Linked DNA regions of Mus musculus: all the other regions are linked to region 1. Evidence: chromatin contacts called from public Hi-C and Micro-C data. All regions are on one chromosome and are shown on one strand. The core of a region is the stretch at or near the end of the contact, and the rest is flanking DNA. Distances in the headings are between cores, read along the strand shown. Region 1 holds the start of Fgfr3 (fibroblast growth factor receptor 3). Region 2 holds the start of Nkx1-1 (NK1 homeobox 1). Region 3 holds the start of Nat8l (N-acetyltransferase 8-like).

What was found. Hi-C and Micro-C count contacts between places; a contact is called where the count stands out from the background.
Region 2: a Hi-C map of embryonic stem cells shows a contact between it and region 1, with 5 times the contacts expected there. The contact joins the promoter of Nkx1-1 here to the promoter of Fgfr3 in region 1. A contact is called at or near these places in 7 of 39 promoter capture datasets (the 3T3-L1 cell line, embryonic stem cells, hematopoietic stem and progenitor cells and 1 more), 24 of 484 Hi-C or Micro-C datasets (differentiating embryonic stem cells, embryonic stem cells, stem cell-derived epiblast-like cells and 1 more), 5 of 115 datasets of contacts at active chromatin or transcription factors (all in embryonic stem cells) and 2 of 9 other capture datasets (adipose tissue and embryonic stem cells).
Region 3: a contact with region 1 is called in a Micro-C map of embryonic stem cells, with 3 times the contacts expected there. The contact joins the promoter of Nat8l here to the promoter of Fgfr3 in region 1. A contact is called at or near these places in 4 of 39 promoter capture datasets (embryonic stem cells, hematopoietic stem and progenitor cells, neural stem cells and 1 more), 7 of 484 Hi-C or Micro-C datasets (all in embryonic stem cells), 3 of 115 datasets of contacts at active chromatin or transcription factors (embryonic stem cells and pancreatic cancer cells) and 1 of 9 other capture datasets (liver).

What each region holds. Positions count from the first base shown.
Region 1 is chr5:33,719,280-33,724,122 of GRCm38.p6, reverse strand. Fgfr3 (fibroblast growth factor receptor 3) reads right to left here and starts at 2,399. Exons shown (of 18, transcript NM_008010.5): 1 at 2,195-2,399; 2 at 1,612-1,817. The coding sequence starts at 1,714. RefSeq lists enhancers at 1,929-1,987, 1,818-2,194 and promoters at 2,350-2,554, 1,714-2,554.
Region 2 is chr5:33,432,160-33,437,002 of GRCm38.p6, reverse strand. It overlaps Nkx1-1 (NK1 homeobox 1), which reads left to right and starts at 2,913. Exons shown (of 2, transcript NM_011320.1): 1 at 2,913-3,378. The coding sequence starts at 2,913.
Region 3 is chr5:33,993,255-33,998,097 of GRCm38.p6, reverse strand. It overlaps Nat8l (N-acetyltransferase 8-like), which reads right to left and starts at 2,114. Exons shown (of 3, transcript NM_001001985.3): 1 at 888-2,114. The coding sequence starts at 1,254.

The DNA of each region.
Region 1 (4,843 bases), core at 1,150-3,649:
GGGTGGCCAGGTTAGGCCGGTACCTAGCCCCGCCGCACAGCCCTTGACCCCAGCCAGCTCCTGCTTGGTAATTTATGTTCCTAGGGAAAGCGCCAGCCCGGACCTCTGTAAACTTCACCAGGTCTTTGTATTTTTACAGCCCGGCCCATCTCGTTAAGGAACCGGATTAAGTTTATTGGCCTATCAATTCCCTACCTGTCTCACAAGCTCAAACGCAGAAGCGAGGGGCGGGCGATCCCACCGATCCCGGGCGGCCCGGCTCAGCTTCGGTTCCCGCAGCAGGGTCGTGCCAGGAGGCCACCGTCACTGCCTGAGGCACAGAGAGGGTGTGCGCTCCGCCCCGCCGCCCCTACCCGAGCTCACTGACACCCGACGCAAGAAGTAATATCTTCATCTGAATACACATGCTAATGTGGTCTCCTCGCGGGCCATTCGGCACCCGGGAAGCAGGGCAGTCCTAGCAGGCGCTAAAAGCGCGCGCTGACCTCCCGACCGCCTCTGTCACGCCGCTGAAAGACACGCACATTCAAGTTCCCGGCCCACTTTCATTCATAAAAAAAAAGAAAGAAAGAAAGAAAGAAAGAAAATGACATTGTTCCAGGAGGCTGCAGCCGCTGGAGAGAGGGGCGCGGGGGCGCCGGGAGGGGCACACCGCCATCTGCCTCCTCCCGCTGCGCCCGCCGCACTCGCACCTCCCCGAGAGGCCGCGCCGCCATCAATGCGCGGTTTGTGGCCGCCGAGGTACAAAGGAGCGGCTGTTCGGGCCTCAGCTCGGGTGGGGCGACAACTTACCGAGCGAAAGCCTCCCTTCGCGCGGCCTCCCGCCAGACCGCTGCTCTGCTTTGCCACGCTGCCACCGGGCACAGCCGGGGGCCGCGCGCGTCGCACCTCCGGGCAACCAAGGGACGCAGAGCGGACCGTGGCTCCCTTTCGCATCCTTGGCCTCCGGGCCCCGTTTGAGGGCATTCAAGTGTCCCATCGGACTTTGGTGGCCAGCGGGACTACCTAGGCGGCGCCAAGATCCTGGGACAACCGCCCCTCATCTCCCAGCGTGCGGCCTGAAGGGCAGTCTGTGCGCGCCCCTGGGAACCGACCCCTCAGGCCGCCTACAGGATAAGAGGGGAGCAGCCGCACTGAAGCTGTCACCTTGTCATGCGAAACCCTGAAGCTGAGCTTTGGCTGGGATACTACTATCCACCCCGCAACGTCCAGCCTTCCTTTAGCTGAAGCAGAGGAAGAACTGTTCCGGGAGAACGGCTGAATCAATAACAGGCATTTTTCCTCCTCTCAAATTCGAGAAGCAACAATAGGAATCGTGGGAAGTCAGCTCGCGCGCCTTCCCAACGCCCCTCTGCCTGGGACCACCGTCACGGGCACCGGTCCACGTGACGCCTCGCACTTGGGTGGTGGCTCCCAGCCTACAGACACCCCTATAAACTGCCGCGTCCGAGCTGACAGCGATCTGCGGGGCAGGGGACAAACCTCGGCGCACTAGCCCCTGTGGTGCTAATCAACCCGACGCCCCTTCCTCACCCAAGGGCTGTTCACCATTGCCAAAGCCCCTGTGATTCAGGGCCGGCCCCCAGAAGAACACCTTGGGTCAGTCCTTACCTGCCGCTCTCCGCACAACTCGCTGCTCTGGACCAGGAGGCTCGGAAGTAGCTCCAGCCACGACCGCCACGCAGAACACTAGCACGCAGGCCGGGACTACCATGGCTCCAGAGCGGGGGCCGCGGCGTCCTCAAGCAGCGCGCGCGGGCATGCTGCAACCCCCCACGCCCGGCTCCGGCGCCGGTGGGAGAACGCCTCTGTGGAGACTACAGGAGGAGAGCACTGAGTTACTCCGGAGGGCAGCGGGGAAGCGCGGCCTCGCTCCTGAACCCCGACCCCCGGCCGCCCCGCCCGCCGACTCCTAGCTCTCTCCCGGGCTGCCTGGCGCCGGCCGCCTCCTCCCAGCCGCGGTTCCTCCCTCCTCCTTCCCTCCCTGGTTGCCGCAGAGCCCTCCCAGGACGGAGGCAGTAGCCGCAAACTTTCCAGAGCGGGAAGCCCGCGCCTTGCCCCGGCCTCGCCGCACTTACGAACCGCTCCACTTCCCGCATATCTCACCCCCTGACTGCTTCTGAGCCCGCCCGGAACCTCCGAGTGCCAGCCGAGTCCTTCACACTAACCTGGCGGCCGCTAGAGCCCAACTCACCACGCGCGGCTCCGTCTCTCGGCCCGCTTTTCCAGGGTCTCCTCTGTCCCAGTGGCCGGCCGCCCACCACTGAGTCCCCCCGCCGGAGTGGATCGCACGGCGCCAGCTGCTCCCGCCACCCCCGCTGCCACAGTGCACTGAACTGGGGCTGCCCGGCGCGCAGCAGCCCGGGCGGGGGTTGGGGGGTGCTCCCGCCACGCCCCGAACACTCCCCTTCCCCGGCGGCCAGGGGGCGGGAGATCCGAAGAGGCGTGGTCAGGCGGGGGCGCCGGGCGGTCCCAGAGGGCGTGGGAGCCCAGCTGGGGCGGAGCAGGCGAGGCAAGGGTCGCACGCTCGACCCCTTGAAGCAATGCCGAGCTCAGGACTGTCTACCAGCACGCTTCTCCCTCCAATAAAGCTGTGCTCAAGGGCTCAGAAGGTTGACTTCGGTGGGGGTCTAGGTGTTAGGGCGTCTTCACAGTGAACTGGCCCCCTGAGCTGAATGAACCCTGTGCAAAGAGCACTAAATCCTCAGGTACAAAGCCTGACAGTTCCAGGAAGACAAATACAAATACGTGTGAACAGGTCTTCCAGTGAAGGATGGAGCAGAGTTTACATGATGAAAGACCCAGGGATTGCACCCTAGAAAAGACGGACACGCTGCTGTATTTATCAAACTAACCAGCTGCCTGCATCCTGCTCAGGAACGATGTCCACACTTCCCCAAGAACACACAGGTTTTGGAAGAAACTTACCCAGCCTCTCGGAATAGCGAGAAGAGCTGGGGATACAAAGCAGGGGAGCCTGCCCTACCCTAAGGCTGCCTGAACTCCAACCTATGGATGTCCTAGCACAGCACGCCCATCATGTGGGACACATTCCATCTGGGGAGTGTCACAATGACAGCTGGTCCCTGGAGGATCAGCCTGGTCACCCCATCATGCTGGCAAGCTGTAGGTCCTGCCTGGCAGAACTTCTGTAACAGCAACCACCCTGTGACTGATGGCCTCTCTACCCTCACAAGGCAGGGAACCTTGTCTCACTTTCAGACAAGTTCCACAAGGTCTGATGAAGCCTATGGGAGCCAGATACATGGGGACCTGGCTCAGTGCTTCTGCCCAGTCTGGCTGTATGTGGCTTGAAGAACTTAAAACTGCTCATGGGGGGGGTGGGGGGGGGAATGGCTCGTGGGTTACGAACACCTTTCACTGGCTTACTCATCACCCTTATCTTTCCCAGATAGCTGAGCAGGGAAAGCCCTGGCCCCAGAACCCTCATGCTCTCATCCCTGTGTGTCCACCCTAGAGCTGGGCAGCTCTGCCTACTGTTACTCCTGCTCTGGCCAAGGACCCCTCCCTGCAGACTGGCTAGAATCCAGTCCTGGGTTCCCATGGCACCCCCAGGCAGCTGCCCACAGGTCCTCTCCCAGGATGCCACCCCAGGGGGTCATAGCAGACATTCTCCCCTAATCTATTGGCAGATTAGTTATCAGTAAATGAACCAGAATGTGAGCTCTGACCCCTATTTCCACGCCCTTCGTCTGGAGGATTTATCAGAACCCTCCACACTCTGTAACTGGGAGCTGAGCATCCATCCAAACAGCAATACTTCTTTATTTCTGAGATGACCTCCTTGTTAGAAATACCCAGTCAGGAATCTCAGGCCAGTGTTGGTTGTTCTCTGAACCCCATGGCCCAACAGACCATCTCTCTCAAGCTACCTTGTTTTCCAATGGGCTACACATGCAGGAAAGAGGACTCTAAGCAGGGTACTCCCACTCCTCTGATCCTCCCCCAACCCTGTGGCCTTACACTGGCCAGCTCTTGTAGACCCCTGCTCAACTGCAGCAGTGGGGGGGGGGGAATCAGCCCCCTTCATTAAAAATGAGCTGTGTGGTGTTCACAACTATTCACAACTTGTATTCCTTTTTTTTTTTTTTTTTTTTTTTTGGTTTTTCGAGACAGGGTTTCTCTGTAGCCCTGGCTGTCCTGAAACTCACTTTGTAGACCAGGCAGACCTTGAACTCAGAAATCCGCCTGCCTCTGCCTCCCGAGTGCTGGGATTAAAGGCGTGGGCTACCACGCCCGGCTACAACTTGTATTCCTGTATTGAGCCGACTTCCAGATTAAAATCTGGTTGTCTTAAATTTACTTTTTCAATTCAGGACAACAGAAGTCTGAGGTCAAGTTGGGCTGGCTGTGGGCCCTGAGTAGGCTTCTTCCTGCCTGTTATAACTCTGGGGCCTGCAGGCATCCATGGCTTACGGTCATCTCAGTCTAGTCTCTGCCTCTCCCTTCCCATGGCTTCTGTGCCTTTTCTATCCTCCCCACGTCTCCTGTCCTGCATAAGGACACTTGTGGTTGGATTTAGAGTTGTTCATAAAGTGAAGATGGTCTCACCTCAAGCCTCTTCCCATCGTTATGCTTGCAAGACTCTTTTTCCAAATAAGGTCACATTTGTGGATCCGGGAGATAGCACAGAGACCTGCCTTTGGGGGAGCTACCTTCTGCCCACTACACACCTGGCAGTTCCTGGTCCCTTGACATCATGTACATCCTGATATGGCCTGGGTGTTAATAGACTTTCCAACATGGCTGCCACTGTCTGGTGGCCCTTACATCAAAGGGGCATAGCATTTCTAAGACTCCACTGATTCTGCAGGAGCTAATG
Region 2 (4,843 bases), core at 1,664-4,163, 290 kb after region 1:
AGAAGAGAAGCGGTGGCCCTATTCAGCTCCAGAGGACCCTTGGGCTCACCTTACTCCTCAGAGTTGGCTGTAAGCTTGGCTGTTCATTACTCTGCCTGCTACAGCTCATGTCAGAATATTGAGGGGCAGGAAGGGCAGGGGAAGTAAACCAGGGGCATACAAACTTCTAGACAGCCAAGGTGCTTTCTCTGCATTCTGCCCAGCTCTGACCAGTCCCCTACCCATCAGCAGGCAGGTCATTCGGCAGGGCCAAGTGTGAGTTTCGGTGAAAAACAACAACAATGACAACAACAAAACCCAACATCCAGTTGCCTGTTTTTCTATAACGTGTTACTTTATCTCACTTCATATCCTCTGTTAACACGTTGTATTACATTGTCTGTGTCTTAGCTGCAGTCTACAACTCACGTTCTAGGAAACACCACTTTGCTTGCATTTGCTTGTCCTGAAGGAAGGCTGCACAGAAAGGGCTACACAGGTCATTGTACTTCCTCACAGGCAGGTGTCATGGCTGAGAGTGCAGCCAGGCCAGCTCCAACCCAGTAAGGTGTGGGTGCTGCAGCTGCTGTTAAATGTTTGCCAACATTCACCCCTCTGCTGACTTGTGCTAGTGACAAATGTGTGTGTGGGGGGGTGTGTGGGGGGGTGTGGGTGCTTGTAGGGATGTCCCAGAGTCTCCACTACCCAGAGCCAGCTCTGCACATGAGGCCTGTCCTCCCCTGCCCTCCCCTCCCAAAAGAAGCTCCCTTCTGCACCCAGTGGCTCTGCTTCCTGGGGAAGCAAAGAAGATGGGGACTTGGCAGCCGGTCTGTGTGCAGTCCTCACCAAAGGACTTAAAAGAGACAGGAAGTGGAAGGAGGAGCAGATGGGGGAGGGGTGACGGGGTGCAGCGCACTGCCCTTTTGAGCCACCTTCTGACTGGGTGTGGGTGCTCATGAATGAATTCCTGCTTGTGTGTTGGCGGCTTCTGAATGAGTGTGACTCTCTCTCTCTCTCTCTCTCTCTCTCTCTCTCTCTCTCTCTCTCTCTCTCTGTGTGTGTGTGTGTGTGTGTGTGTTTGTAAGAGAATGGGGCGTGTACATCTATATTCAAACTCAGTTGAGAAGAGGAAGGGAGCAAAGACCAAGATGGGGGCGGGAAGAAGATAATTACCTCACTGTGATGAGAGATTACCCACCCTCCTTCCCCAGAGGTGATTTATAATTTAAAGATAAAGAATAATCAGGTCCTGGCAAGGAAGGACACAGTGTTGTGGGTCTGATTAGAATCTCAGGATGGACCAGCGCGGTGAGGGTGGGAGGGGGCAGGGAAGAAACTGAGGGGAGGAGAGCCCTGCCCCCCTCCTTCTGCCTCCTGTCCCAGCCTCCCAGAGGCTCAGCATGTCCGAGCTTGGCCCAAATTACAGGCGATCGGTCCCCCATTATTTCTCCTAACTTTTAATTTCTGCTTCCGAAGGATCATTGCCCGCGGTAATTGCAAAGGACCGTCCTTGTGCAGAGCAGGCTCTCGGGACCGTAGTGGGAGGAGGAATGCATACCCGCTGGAGCACACGTCGTAGGCGCACACACTCACACTCTGGGCACGCCAGTTCCATCGCCGGGTCCCACCTGGGTCCTTCAGAGGCGGGTCAGCTCATTGGCCTGAGCGAGAGGAGGAGGAAAACTAGGAAGCGAAGCATCGGCTACCTGACCCTCATCCTCCAAAGCCGGGCTCGACCTTCCGAGGTCGTCCGCCGAGACTGTCCTGTAAATCTCCAGACTGGACAAGACGGTGCACAAACGCTCAGGCCTCAAACGGCCCTTCTGATTTGTTAGGGATGGGGAAGAGGACAGTTTCCGTATTATTTCTGGAAGAAACACATATTTTCCCGTTACATGAAGGGTATCGATCTTTATGTAGGCCACCTGCTATTTGTGCGATTTTTCGGTCACCCTTTGGGGGGGGGGCGGGGACTAGGACGGCCGTCTAGCCCTACTCATTTCGATTCCACTTCTAATGAGCGTCACTCGCGGGCGCCAGCCCCGCCTCTTGCGGGGGATTTCGAGTCGTCCCTAATTTGATCCAGCCAAGGGGGCGGGAGTCAAAGCCAGTGAGGATGGAGGGACAGAGATTCTGACCAGATTGCTCCAGACGCGGAAAAACAGCAATCGAGGGCAGCGGAAACCGAAACTCTGGGAACACGCCCCACAAGGGGCTGAAGACCCTGGAGAGACTCAGAACCCGCAAGAACCCCTCTCTCCCTTTCCGTCCTAGCAGCGGAAGGCGCGAGAGCCCCTGGTGCCAGGATAGCCCAGAACCCCGCGTGCCACGGCAGCAGGAGAGACCTGCCTTAGCGGTACCCTGAGCTGGGATGTCCAGGCCAACTCGGGGCGCGTGGGTTCCCACGTCCTGGGGCCTCTGCAGCCCTCCACAGCCAACTGATCCCGCAATTATTTAAAAGGCGACTGTCTCCTCCCCCTTCGCCAAGGAGGCGGGCACGCAGTTTCCAGCCCCGCGGAGGCGCAGCGGCACGGTGCTGAGCACCCCAGCCTCCAGTGGACTGTGCTCTGGCTCCGGGCAGGGCGTCTGTCTGTCCGTCTCTGCGGCTCAGTCCGTGAGTCCCGTACCGGGCCCGCCTACTCCGCTTGGGACCGTTCGCAGCCAATTAGGCGTGAGCGCTAACGAGGGAAGCGGAACCCTGCGGCCGCCTGCGGGCGCACGTGTGTGCGGCGTGTGGGCGCGTGGGCGCCTCCGGCGGGGCCGCCATAAATGCACTGGCCCGGCGCGGCGGGCGCCTGAAGCGGTGGCGGAGGCAAGGCCAGGCAGCACCAGCAGAGCGGGAACAGCTGGGCTGAGGCTGATTTTGCGGGGCGCAGGGATGGGATCCCAGTAGGTAGCGGGGGCCCGAGCCGCCTGAGCGGCCCGAGGCCCGCATGAGTACCAGCGGCCCGGCGGCACCCGGGGACGTCCCCGCGCTGCCACCGCCACCGCCCGGGCCCGGCTCGGGGCCCGCACCGCCGGCTCCTGCGGCTACAGCTCGGGACACTATGGACGGACGAGCTGAGCTGCCCATCTTTCCCCGGGCTGGAGTGCCACCGCTCGCGGCCAGCGACACTGTTCCCGCGGTGCCAGAGGGGGCTGGAGCGGCCCGGCCCGCCGCGCCCCCGCGCCCCACCTCCTTCTCCGTGTTGGACATCCTAGATCCCAACAAGTTCAACAGTAGGAGACGCCGCTGCGTGCTACTGGGCCCTGTGGTGCCCGCTACGTGTGCCCCATGCGCCCCGGCCGCGTGCGTCGCGGTCCCCGCTGCCTCCGGACGTTCGCCGCGCGCAGAGCTAGAACGCCGAGCCCTCTCCGCCGCCACAGGAGTCGCAGCGGCCGCGGGAGCTGAGCCTACAAGTGAGTATAAGGGGTTGGTGATAGGGGCGAGGACACCGACTGCTCCGGAATGTTTATGCTCCCGGCGAGCTGGGCCTGACCCAAGCGCCGCCGGGCTCTGTGGAAAGTTCGCAGAGCGCGGGGTCCGCCCCAAGCATCCGTGGCCTCCTCCCGACCCGGACTCTAGGGCCCTCACTGCTGCACGCTTCTGGAAAGGTTCTGTTGGGCCAAATCTGGGGCCTTGGGGTTGCGACTACGGTCCAGGATTCATCTAGTCAATCTTTGGTGTTGGAGGGTAGTTGGTGCTGGAGGCAAAGGGACATGCGGCGACTGACTTGGTGACTTACCCACCCCCACCGTGGCCTTCCCGGCCCTCCCCCTTTGGACAAATCAGACTAATTGTGACAAAACGCTGGTTATCTCTGGAAAAACAATTAAATCCCTTCGATTACAGTTAAAGGGAAATGTGCTTAGCGGCGGAAAGCGGCCGGTAATGGGGCGGCCCGCGCCCCCTTTGCGGTCGATATCCCATTACGGCGCATGCATATCTCTTTCAAGCACCTTGCAAACTCCCCCCGAACATCTAAATTATAGGGTCAAAATTCGGATAATTACTCGATTAAAACCTATTACACTTATTAGGGGCCGCTATTGATCGCGAATTGCATTCGACCAGCTCCTGATTGCTTTTTGTGCCCCTCCCCCGTCCTCCTCTAACTTCTTGGCCCCTGCGCCTCTCATGGACCAGAACGCTCAGGGAGAACTGGACTGGGGCCGCCAGCTCTACCAACGCGGTTGCATTGACCTTCCGTTCCTAGAGAGAGGAAGGGCAGGCCATGCAGGCTGCAGTTGGACCCCTCTCTCCGCCAAGGGGTTGGTCTACGAGGAACTCGCGGCTGCCTGCTGGAGCTGTGTAGGGAGGGAGCGAGCGCTGCACAGTTGGGAGAGGGCAGCCAGGCAGGGCTGGGGCAGGGATGACTGGCTACGTGTCGCCTGAGGGAATAGTTGTCCTGCTAAGACCTGGGAGTTGAGGACAGGACACCCGCACTCTTCATGCGACCTGGGTCATTTGAGCTGGGTTATTTTCGAGTTGCGATTTTATGCTCCAGTATGTCAGCGTCAACTCGATCTGAGAGCTGAACACCGGCCCTGGGTCGGAAAACGTGGAGGCCTCCTCTGGCATTTAAAGACCACCTGTGGGTGAGGGGCATGAAAGGTCCTCAGATTCCTGCAGAGCAGACAGACAGCCTTGCAAAATTTCAGAGGCAAAATGCAGTCATGGCGGCAGCATCTCTCTGGATGCAGCGGGATTAGCGCTCATACTCCCTCCCAGGGCCCTGCTTAGAGGTTCACAATACGCTTTCCCAGCCTCCAAACTCAACCAGCCCACGGGAAGCTGGAGCCCGCTTAAGACAGAGTCGCTGGGGAGCTGGTTGGTGGGCCCCAGAGGTCCGCAGGGAAGTCAGCACTTTGCGACGCCTAGTTT
Region 3 (4,843 bases), core at 865-3,364, 270 kb before region 1:
GGTCAGCCCTTGGTTCCCCCAGTTTCCAAAGGGTCTCTTGCCTACTCCACCTAGCCTGGTGCTAAGTCAAAGAGCTGGACAGAGACACCAGGACACTGCCTATGCAAGCAGGTCATCCTGCGCCGGGCTGAGAAGGCACCCAACTAGAGCCCTCCCTGGGCAGCTTCAGAGCCCACTAGGCTGTCAGAGTCGGGCGACAAGCACCACACCGTTTCCAACTTCATTTGTGCTGTGGAGGAGGAAAAAAACGCACAAGAGCAAAAGTTGTCTCCTCCGAATGACCTTGGGTGAGTCGCCTCAAGCTCCTCATCTGCAGAATGGGATGGCATGGAATGGGAGGGGGTGTGCTTCAGACAGCAGAGGGTATCCTCCCTGTATCCCTGGCTCTGGCGAACAGTCTCCCTGGCTCCCCGCGGAGCTGGCTGTCTTCCCGTCATAAATTAGCACTTGAGCCTCAGGCGGCCTCCCCCGCCCAAAGATTATATATATAGTTGTCGCGCCGGGCCGCAGCTGCAGCGCTACCTGCCCTGTCACGCCGCCCCCACCCGGGATGCCCCGCGACGGAAAGAACGGGCGCCGCGGACTGAGTTGCCAACCCTGTGTTTCCCAGTCCGCAGCGCCCTGCACTCAGCCCGCGCTGGTTCCCACGCCCGGCCCAGGAGCCTTGGCCGAAAGCCCGGAGCGCTGCGCCGCTGGTGCAAGCGGGTCTCCTCCCAACCGGTCCAGCGTACCGACGCGGCACCGGGGCTCCGAGATGGGAACCCAGAAGGAAGGCAAAGAGAGTCAAGCGCGACGGTCCCCGGAGGGGTCCGCTGGACCCGCTGGAGCCGGGCCGGTGCGGGACTGCCGCAGCCCCGCCGGCCCCCCGCCCCCCGCGGCGCACTGACCGGCCAGCAGGGCGTAGAGCAGTTGGGTGCGCGGGTGCTGCCGCAGGCCGCGGAAAGCCGTGTTGGGGATGCGCTCCAAGATGCCGTCGTAGAAGATGCGGCGCGCCGCCTCCTGCTCGGCTGCGCGGAACTCGCGGATGCACACGCCGCGCCCCTCCGGCGGCCCCGCGCCCCCGGTGCCTCCGTGGGGCTGGGGACCTGCCGCGGGTGGGGGTGCGGCGGCCGGCCCGGGCGCGGCGGGCAGCGGGGGCCACATGGCTCCGGCGGCGACGAGCAGCGCGTCCTTCTTGGCCCCCGGCAGTGCCTCATGGTCCTCCGTAGCCACGATCTTCGTCTCGCAGACCATGTCGGGAGGCCCACAATGCATGCACCCGGCCGGGCGGCGCAGCGCGAGGACGCGAGCCGGCGGCAGCGGGCAGAGCCCGAGCCCAGGGCAAGGGCGCGGCGCCCTCGGACCCGCGGCGGCAGCGGCGGCGGCAGCGGCTCAGGGGCGCAGGGCGGAGGCGGCGGGCGGCCGGGGCGCGCGCAGGGAGCTGCGCCGCATTTTGGAGAAGTATTTATAATGCAGCGGCGCCGGTGCAGTCGCGGCGCCCGGGGTCCCGCAGGGTCCTAGCGTCCACTGCATTGGCTGCCGAGGGTCACCATGTGATCTCGGGGGTGGGAGCAGACGCCGCCTCTGCGCCCGCCCGATGGCACACTTGGGCTGCGTGGCTGGCGGACCGCGGGAGCACGGAGGGGCCGAACGGAGAGCGTGCGAGGAAGTGGTCCTCAGTGAACGACAGCAGGGACAGGGTGCTCAGAGAGGCGCTGCGTAAGGGGCTTGAGGCTCGCCAGGAGGTCGGAGAGTGATGGACGCCTCCTACCCCGCCCCTGAGCTCCCGCAAAGCTGCCGCTGCGCTCGGACCTGCGTTCCTGCAGCAAAGCGTCCTCTTCTTCCGCGGCCGCTGGCAGTAATCACGGAAGTGTCTCCATCTCCCACCCCTTTGTCTGTACGCGGCGCCCGGCCGAAGTCCTCGTGAGGGGCCCCGTGTTCCTTTGGCAGGCGCCCTCCGAGCCCGCGGCCGGGGCCGAACGGACTGAGAGAGTGAGGACGCGGCTGAAATGTGGTTTGATGCACGCGCTGCCTGACAGCCGAACCCCACCCCACTCCAATCTGACACCCGACCGTTCCCGGCAGCGGACCTGCGGAATTGCAGGACCCCTCCCGGCTCGGCCCCCGCCTTCCGCGGTCCGCGCATGCGCCCCGTGGCCTTGGTGCAGGTGCAGCGGGGGCTCGCTTCAGAGCCGCGGTCTCACAGTCCCCCGGAGCAAGACGTGCAGACGCAGCAGACAGGGCGCGCATGGAGTGGGGAATGCGTAGTGGCATATCCACTTTCCTAGGTCACGGGAATGGGCACCCCCAAAGCCGAATCATCCTCGTGCTCGCGGAGACCCTCTCCGGGCCGGAGGACCCTCAGTCTGCGTTATGCCGCACCATTGTTGGAGCCAGCAGAACGGCTAAGGTCACCTAGAGACTGAAGGGGCCTGTCTCGCAAATGGAACCTGGGAGTAGGGTAATCAAACAGCCAGGGTTGTCAGCACAAGGGGACTGAGAAGGAGAGGGTCAGGCTAGAGAGGATTTTCCTCACTGTTTTCGAGACACGGGGGCGGGGGAGTGGGACTTATCTGGGTCCCAGAGGCGACCTTCCTGGACACTGATGCTAAATCTCTCAATATTTCAAAGGAACTCACTGATAGTATCTGAACAGGCCGGGGCACCGACTAGCCACATTGACTTCTCCTGAGTCCCGAGGTTGGCTGGGTGGTCTGCAGGACCAGTGCCGGCCTGTAAGGGCTGAGGACAGTCAGGCAGAAGGGCCCCGAGGAAAGTGAGGCTGAGCATTGAGGACCCATCTGGTGGAGCCAAGAAGTTCTGACTCAGGACCCTAGGTTTGCGGGTCACTGAAGCCTGTAAGCCTTAGAAGCAACAAAATGGTCCGGTGCCTATAGGGTATCTCTCCACACCCCTGACCAGAGTTGCTCCTTCGTCTTTCTGCACCTCCGGGCCTAGGGGATTTGCAAGACTCACATCAGCGCGACCAGAATCCCCCTCAGTTCTGCAGAGCACCCATTCCCTGGTCTGCCTAACCATTCCTTCCATTGCCCCGGTCCTCCTATAATCATTTGCCCACCCCGCCCCCGCCCCCATGGCCATGATGGTGGCCTGCGCTATAACCAACACATCGGAACCGTCTGAAAGCGTGAAGGGGCCAAGACTGGAGCCCAGGGTCTTGGAGACTTAAAGATACTACCCTAGGAGTTGCGCAGACAGCAGGACAATCCATGGCCCTGTTTAGCCCTGTTCCTCCTTCCTGTCGTGGGGCGCCCTCTGCCGTTCTCCCTTAGGCCATTCCTGGGTGGCATCAAGGTCCTCTTTAATAAAGCAGCAGCCTAGAGCCACTCTACCTCTCCCGAGCTCCCCACGATGGCTTACACACTCCTCTGCCTGGGTGTGTAGGAAGACTCAGGAGACCCAGCTTGGCTTCCTCACATCCTGCAGCTGAATGCACCTTCCAGGAGCCTAGAAGTGCCTGCCTACAGCCTGGCAGGGGTAAAGACGTCTATCAAGATTTCAGAGACAGAGTGGGGACGGGTGCCCTGGACCCTACACCTGAACATTCATGGGTTAGGAATGCTTCCTTAATAGGGCAGCCCTCCAACCACGGTGTGTTCTTTAAGGATGTTGGGTAAAGAGGACTTATCCTTGCCTGGCATGGCTGCCCCAGGGTCTGTTTGGGGAAGAAGAACCCCATACTGAAAATGTAGAGAAAAAGGAGTGGGTAGTGGGAATATCCACAGCCAAGGTAGTCCTGGGAGATGGCCCTGGGCTCGATGCTGAAAGCTATAAACCACTGGGGACTGGGGGAGGACAGGAGCCTTTAAGAGAGCAGGAGAGCCCAAAGCACAGAGAAGAGAAACAGGCTCAAAAGCCGCGAAGAGGTGCCACCAAAATGGGAATTCTGCAATAATATTTCCAGGCCAGAACTTCTGGAGGTCCAGACTCAACTCCCTCTGAGTTTGAAAGAAAGAAAGGGAAGAGAGAGAGAGACAGAGACAGAGACAGAGACAGAGAGAGAGAGAGAGAGATGCCTCCAGACAAGCTCAGGCATTCTAATTGAGATACTTCTAATTGAGATAATATTTTATGTAATTCTTATCCTAGAAACTAGACTTATGAGCGATATGATTCAGAACAATGTCTCTTTAATAAAGCATTAAATTTTGCACTGTCATGCATTCATATACAGATTGGCAGCCAAACTTCATAATGTGAAAGTGATGTTTCTAGTATTGATTTTAAAGAGAATAAATTGTTTTAAAATTGGATTTTGCTTTTTCAAAGTTGTAGATATTATTCTAACGTTGCAAAAGAAACTTAAAAATTATGGTTAAAATTGCCAGTGTTCCATTGACTGCAGCTTGCAGTTTGATCACAAGCTTAAGATTTTTAACTCACCCATATATTGTTAATTAAGATTATTACAAGAGTAATCATCTTATGAGAGTGCTAATGCAGCTCATTTCGGCCATCCAGCCATACAAAGCAAGGCAGACTTATAGATATATTTGTCTTTGTACAGAAATTAGACCCTCATACAATCAGTTTGGCTATGGTTGCAGCCTGGCAGGATACTACAGTACAAGCAATTTTTTCACAGCACTAAAGTTATAAAGAACATTTAAACTATAAGTCGTTTTAAGAAAGACTGTCCAAAATTAGAGGTATAGACAGACAGATTGTTCCCCTAGAATCTGTCCTTGTACTGGCTAGTTTTGTGTCAACTTGACACAGCTGGAGTTATCACAGAGAAAGGAACTTCAGTTGAGGAAATGCCTCCATGAGATCCAACTGTAAGGCATTTTCTCAATTAGTGATCAAGGGGGAAAGGCCCCTTGTGGGTGGGACCATCTCTGGG